Regions from separate parts of the Sus scrofa genome. Here region 2 is linked to region 1. The links are chromatin contacts, called in public Hi-C maps. All regions are on one chromosome and are shown on one strand. The core of a region is the stretch at or near the end of the contact, and the rest is flanking DNA. Distances in the headings are between cores, read along the strand shown. Region 1 overlaps HSD17B2 (hydroxysteroid 17-beta dehydrogenase 2). Region 2 overlaps PLCG2 (1-phosphatidylinositol 4,5-bisphosphate phosphodiesterase gamma-2).

The links. Hi-C and Micro-C count contacts between places; a contact is called where the count stands out from the background.
Region 2: a contact with region 1 is called in a Hi-C map of liver, with 1.9 times the contacts expected there. The contact joins two enhancer-like sites. A contact is called at or near these places in 1 of 47 Hi-C or Micro-C datasets (liver) and 1 of 2 datasets of contacts at active chromatin or transcription factors (alveolar macrophages).

The regions. Positions count from the first base shown.
Region 1 is chr6:6,331,491-6,335,043 of Sscrofa11.1, forward strand. The region is part of intron 1 of HSD17B2 (hydroxysteroid 17-beta dehydrogenase 2); the gene reads right to left. Among named protein-coding and RNA genes, the nearest start is that of HSD17B2, 27 kb to the right of the region's middle. Within about 2 kb of position 1,656, at least 6 of the 83 cell types and tissues checked have an H3K27ac peak or open chromatin away from gene starts, as enhancers often do. A contact at or near this core is called in liver, where this site is marked.
Region 2 is chr6:6,460,995-6,464,499 of Sscrofa11.1, forward strand. PLCG2 (1-phosphatidylinositol 4,5-bisphosphate phosphodiesterase gamma-2) reads right to left here. Exons shown (of 33, transcript XM_021093743.1): 31 at 6-94. Among named protein-coding and RNA genes, the nearest start is that of SDR42E1, 75 kb to the left of the region's middle. Within about 2 kb of position 1,792, at least 5 of the 83 cell types and tissues checked have an H3K27ac peak or open chromatin away from gene starts, as enhancers often do. A contact at or near this core is called in liver, where this site is marked.

The DNA.
Region 1 (3,553 bases), core at 406-2,905:
ATGTAAAGTATGCCATTTTTCCAGTGCACAGGGCTTAGCATATAGTAGGTGATCAATAAAAAGGATGTGTTAGCTCGCTGGGCATTTAAGAGGGCACGGGCCTTAGTGCCTTAAAGATGCAGAGAGAGGGAGTCTTTTGTCACTAGTGTTGAGGATTCCTGGCTCAAAGTAAGTCTCAACAAATGTTTGTTGAATTGGATGCCTGCCCCAGTACAGGATGGGGAGATGCTGGGGTTTAAGCTCTGCCCTTTGGGATGCTTCTATCTCTAGTGACCTGGAAATCCATCATCGTGCAGCAAACAACAAGTACTAGACTCCCAATTTTGCAAAACTGGAGTGAATGCGAAATAGTGGTTTATTCTAAAATATTAATGAGGTCTCTGTTGATGTGCAAAATGGAAACTGTGAATCACTTTAATTCAGAAGCCTTCAGACTTGAGTAGTTTCCAAGCTGGTGGGCTAATTGTAAGCGGATTTATGCTCTTACCACATGGGGGCGCCGGATTAGCTGGTGAAGATAAACATCCCATCTTTTGTTGGGTCAAGTCTTAAATGAAGCAAGGTGAGAATAATGTGAGTTCAGGAGTTCTTCAGGACTAGGGCTCCTTGAATGAAACCCACCCACCCTGTAAAGACAGACTACATGTGCTTTTGGACACAAGCTGGTCCTTTGGAAGCTACTTTCAAAAAGAGGAGTGAAGGGGGTAGAATTTGCAAGCCAGAAAGAGTTTATCATCATTAAAGCCTCACATGAGTAATAAAACTTTAAGAGCAACAATGAGATAAATAAAAGAGGAAATTATCCATAACGTCACTAATCTAGCATAACTTTTATAACTTTCATGGTTTTCTTTCCAGACTTTTTTTTTTCCCTACACACTGTTCCTTAACAATTACACATGATTTGGCAAGTAATTTTTAAATTAATATTCTATAAACCAATTGTATGCATTTCTACATAGTCTTCAAAAGCATAAATCAGGTTTTTCTCACTGCTAGAGAAACTACCCCCTACCAAAATGCAGCAGAGAAAGTGGGATGGATGGGGAGTTTGGGGTTGGTAGGTGCAAACTATTACATTTAGAATGGATAAGCAATGAGATCCTACTGTATAGCACAGGGAACTATTTCCAATCTCTTGTGATAAAACATGGTGGAAGATAACATGAGAAAAAGAACGTATGTACATATATGAGTGGGTCACTATGCTGTACAGCAGAAATTGACACAATGTTGTAAATCAACTATACTCCAATATATATATATATTTTAATGTAGCAGAGAGAGACATGATGAGAGCCTGGATTCTGAAACCAAGATTGCTGGGTTCAAATCCTGGCTCTGCCACTTACTAGCTGTGTGACTTTGGCCTCAGTTAACCTCTCTGGGCCTCAGTTTCCTACTCTGTAAAGTGGGGTGATACGAGGACCTGCCTTATCAGGTTGTTAGAGGGATTAAATGATTTGATATACTGAAGCAGTTGGAACAGAGCCTGGCACACGGCAGTTGCTATCCAGGTATTTGCTAAATAAAGGGCAATGGGTTTTTTGGGTTGTTTTCAATCCATGCTTATCCTTCCACCAGCTACTTCTAGTTCCTGGAACCCAAAGGATTCTCTGTTCAGTTCTTATCTCACAAGGTCATCACAGCTATTCTAACCACAGGGATGAATCAGCCAAGAACTCTGCTTTCTGCCAGCGGGTACCTCTCTCCCAGACCCTGTCCCTAAGCTCCTCGATGGCTCCTTTTGTCAATATCTTTGAACAACAGCAGCCTAACGCTGACTTTCTCAGGGGCTGGGCCTTCCAGAGCCACCGAGGCCCATTCCCACAGTGGAAGTTCACATCTCATCGCGAAATGGACCACCACACATTGAGGACCTACTATGTATCAAATAAGACGACGCTGTCTGAGTGTGCGTTTTGCTTGGCTCACCAGTGTATGTCGTAAAAATGTAAACAAACATTTAGATTGTGGCAATTTCACCTGCATGTCCAGATCAGTGGTTTCTCTTGATTAACCAGGAGAGGGGCCAGCTCTGGGCCTGTGTTCCTCCAAGGAACCCAGGAGCTGAGGCTGGGGTCCCAAAGCTGCCCCTCGCCCGGGCCAGGTTCCCTGACGAAGGCTCACGCCTCCGCTAGTGTGCATGTGCGTTTCTATCGCCAGCATTCCTCACGAATGTGACCTGTCCCACCGCCTTAGCCTTTGAGCCCAATACACCTGCCCTACTTCGTCCAACTTCCAGAGGTCATCGGGGGATGTTTACCTGGAAAACGAAGGAGGAAGGTACTTTCCCCTCCTTTTTAAGAGTTAAGCAATTCATCAGATCGCCGCCCTCATGTTGACACAGCCTGTTCCCTATAAAATAGATGAAGGTATAATAAAGTGGTAGATGAATAGACTAAAATTCGAGTGCACTTAAAACTTGCACGAGAGCCATACAAGTCTCACCTCCTAATCCAGGGAGAGCAAATACTGACACCCCACCTCCTCTGCCTGAGGCCCTGTTAAAGGAGAGTAGCTGTTGGATGGTGAGGCCCTGGGAAATAGCTACATCTTTCATGTCAATTTTTTTTTTCTTTTGGGAGTTCCCATTGTGGCTCAGTCGAGATGAGCCCAACTAGTATCCATGAGGATATGGCTTCAAGCCCTGGCCTCGCTCAGTGGGTTAAGGATCCGGTGTTGCCTTGAGCTGTGGTGTGTAGTTCACAGAGGCAGCTCAGATCTGAGCATTGCTGTGGCTGTGGTGCAGGCTGGCAGCTGTAGCTCCAATTAGATCCCTAGCCTGGGAACCTCCATATGCTGCGAGTACAGCCCTAAAAAGCAAAAAAAAAAAAAAAAATCTATCAAATGCCCACCGCCTCAAAAAGAAAAAAAATAGGAAGAATCTATTCAAGAGTTGGTATCCATGACCATTTAAAAAAAAAAAAAAAGTTGCTCTGGCTTTCCTTTTATGCCACTTTTTAACTTCTGACACTTTTGCCTGCCTCTCTTCAACTTCATGCATTCATACATTTTTCTCATTTTTCATTCACTAAGGGATCACCGTGTTAGGTCCTAGAAATGCCTCCATAAAAGAGATATCTCCCCACCTTCACGGAGCTTCCTGCCTAGCTCTCAATTCTGAGTCCCACTAGAATCTCTAAGATACTCTTTAAAAATGTGGTATCTGGGCCCCCACCCCCAGAGAGTCTGAGTTGGTTAGTCTGGGATAGAGTCAGGTACTGGCAGTGATTTCTGAAGCTGTCCAAGTGATTTCATTGTGCAGCCGGAGTTGAGAAACACTAGTCTAAGGCAGGGATCTCAGTCAGGGGTGAATTTGTCCTCCTGGATGTTTGGCAATGTTAGGCATTTCTGCTGTCATAACTTGACTCTATTGGCATAGGGCAGTAAACGTCAGAGGTGCTGCTGAATATCCCACAGCACTCGGGGCTGCCCTCCCACAAAGAATTCTCTGGCCCCAAATGGCAAGAGTGCTGAGGTGGAGAAATTCTGGTCTGGGGGAAAGATAGACATTAGGTAAATCATTACGAGGGAACTACAGACCATAGAT
Region 2 (3,505 bases), core at 542-3,041, 130 kb after region 1:
CTCACCAGGACTGGCCGCATCTCACAGAAAACCAGGAGGGACGCCAGCTCGATGTCTTCACTGTACCCATTCTTCAGAGGAACAGATCGGTATCCTGCAGATGGGAAAACAACAGAAAGGCAGGCGGTTAAGGGCAGACCTTCACTTTCTTGTAGACCCCAGGGCTCAAAGGCCAGGCTCAAGAGCCAGAGAGGTCAGTGCCCGGGCTGGGGGCTGGCTTCCGGGAAGCCAGAGGTACCCACCCTGACGGTCAGCAAAGGGGCTGCGGAATATACCCGTGACCGACAGGTCCACCCGGAGAAGCGAAGTTACAAATATCTGCCACCTAGAAATGAAAATGATTCACTCAGAAGAAATTAAAACCCACGGAACACTGCACCTTGAATTGAGAGTGACTACAGCTGTGGTTCAACTCTTTCAATACTCCCGAGGCCGAAGACTCAGAGGAGTAATAAATGCCCACATCCATTTCCTCCACTTAGCCCTTTGCACGCGCAGGACAGGGGAGTGTTTCATCTCTAAAGATTTCCAATGGGAAGAAGTCTTCCTGCCCCCTGGCAGCCCACAGCAGTATCGATCATCCTGCTCTAAAAGCCATTCCCTCTTTACAATCAGGACCTGTGTCTGACAGTCATTTAGATGCTTCTTTTGATTTAGCAGCGGGTTGAGAGGGGCCGAGTCCCCCCCACGCCTCCCCATGAAGGAATGCTTAAGGCAGCACATACCAGAGGTTGGTCTGCTTGTTCTGATGCAAGATAATAGCCAAACACAGTTGAAATGCAAGTCTTGCTCCCACCCACTCACAACCCCTTTTCTAGAAGGAACCCTTGTTCATAGTATCTTTCCAAGACAGGCTATGCACACATTCATTTCCCTTAAAAAAAAAAAAATCACAGTACCACTGTAGCTCAGCAGTTAACGAACCCAACTGACTAGTATCCATGAGGACACGGGTTCGATCCCCGGCCTCACTGAGTGGGTTAAGTATCCGGCGTTGCCAGGAACTGTGGTGTTGTTTGCAGACGTGGCGTGGTGTGGCTGTGGCCAGCAGCGACAGTTCCGATTAGACCCCTAGCCTGGGAACTTCCACAGGCCACAGGTGCGCCCAACGAAAAGAGAAAAAAAAAAAAAAAAAAAAAAAAAAAAAAAAGACCCCCCCCCCAAAAAATGATATAATAGACATGAATTTGTAGTCTTAGGATTATCATACTTATGCGCTCGCCAAAGAGATGAAGGAAGCAAACAGACCAAATACTAATTTCATCTACTTAACTCTCTGCCCGCAAATTACACAACTATACTTGCCACACCATCTGGGCTGTGTTTTGTTTTGTTGTTTTTAAACCATTTATACAAAATAATCTACTCTGGCTTAAGTCTTTTTAAAAAATAATTATTTATGTATCTTTTTTGCTTTTTAGGGCTGTTGCTGCAGCATATGGAGGTTCCCAGGCTAGGGGTCGAATCAGAGCTATAGCTGCCGGCCTACACCACAGTGACAGCAATGCAGGATCCAAGCTGCATCCTTGACCTACACCATAGCCCGTTAGGTTACCATGGCTGTGTCTGACTTAGAAGTGGAGATGTGTACCTCGAAGGCTGGTATCGGCACTGTCTCTATGGATTCTCCAGGGCAAGCAAGGCCCCGGTTAGGGCTTTTAGGCTGTTTGCTCTGTGCAGGTCTTGGCTTATTGGATGATGAGTCTTACTTCTCTTAGAGCACATTGGAGTCTGTTGATTTATCGCCTCTACGTGATACCTCCTGAACCTCTCCCTTTGCACTGCTTGTGATGAAACTGGCGTGCTTACATAACCCTCCAACTTTGGTCCTGCCCTCCTCTCGTCGGGTAAGCTGTATTGTTATTTCTCCATCGACATGGTGTGTAATGTTTGCATTCCATGTTGTAACCTTAAATCTCCCACGAGGGGAGGCTAGTTTTTCTGGTATTTAAGCAGCAAAACAGAAAGAATAGGACCCGGCATACATTGCCCCACCACCGCGATCTCAGCATTAACCTTTTACTGTGCTTCGTGCTGCATTCATCCCCCCACCCATCGAGCATGTGTGTGGTACTCACTTCACCTGCCAAGGAAAGATGAAGACTCCTGTATGCATCTTCCTGATGTTAGCATACATTTCATTAACTGGAGCTCACTATTTATTCGGTGTCGTTTTTCTGACTACACACAATGAAACGCGGGCATTTTTTCAGGCACCCAGTGCTCCCCACCTTCCTACTGCCCTCTTCCGTCGATATTTTGGCTGGCTCAGTTTGTCTTCTCTGCTCTGCAGTATGAGCTCATGGGACGTATAATCCCTGGACTGTGCCTGTTTGAACACATCCATCCTTTGATTTTATACTTGAGTGACAGTGTGAGCTGGTATAAAATTCTCAGGTCACACTCTTTTCCCTGGAGGAGCTTGGTGACACTGCTCACCTTGAATTCTGCTGTAGAGAAAGTTTTCTGACTTATCCTCCCCTTACAGGTAGCAGGAATTATGTGATGTGCGTGAAAGATGTGAATGGCCTGTGGGTCTCAGGAAAAGGCAGATTCTGCCTCCAGAGGTCAGGGATGGGGCTGAGCCTCTGCATCGCTGATGAGCCGCGCTGGGGGAAGCTGTCAGCCTAGGTGGTGACCGGCTTCTAGGATGCACAGAAATGCTGAGTGCCGGGTGGGGGTCGGGGGGCCGAGCGCTCCAGGGATTGGGTCCCAGCACTGAGGTGCGGCCCCACACGGCTGCGAGCCCCCGAGTGTGCGGCTGTGAGCTCTGTCCCAGGCCTTGGCTGGAGGCCTCGTTTCCTGTGCCTCCTCTCACTGCCCGAGCCTCGTTAGGAAGGGCAGCCCTTTGTATGTATTAGGATCAGGGCTGAGAGGGGTTTGCCAGCTGGACTAAAGGTAGTTGGATCTCGTTTTTCTTGTTGGTTTTGGTTGTGTCAGAGAGGAAAGGGTAAGAGAGACCTGTTTTGAAACAGGATCTGAATGCTGGCACTTTGCGGAGGAGGGGTGGCCTCTGGCATGGGGTCTGGCACGGGCTGCACAGTAGAAAGAACATGGGGTCTGAAGTCAGACTTGCTGGGGTTGAATCCCAGCTCAGGTCGGACAGGTGTGTGACCTTGAGCTAGTTCATTAAGAGCTGCAGGACCCAAAGTGCTTCCATTAGAAAAGTGGAGATGCTAAGACCCCTTTCACAGGAGTGCTGGGAGGAGTAAAAGAGACAGACTTTGGGGCACCCAGCACAGTCAACACTGTTCTCCTTCTGTGCTGAGCTGCAGCTGGCTTAAAAGCTTAAGCACATGCCTAATGACAATGGGCAGTTTATTTCCAAGTTCCAAAGGCCCCGTGCCTTACACACAGAGGTACTGTTCATTCCACCTCAAGCCTTCCGTGTGCATGTGCCGGAGCAGCAGCAGCAGCGGGGCAGAATACGAGGTCTTACAGGGAGGAGCGCACAGCTGGGGGAGAGGCACATTCTGTACCGTCCTTGAGATGCTGTTCTTTATTT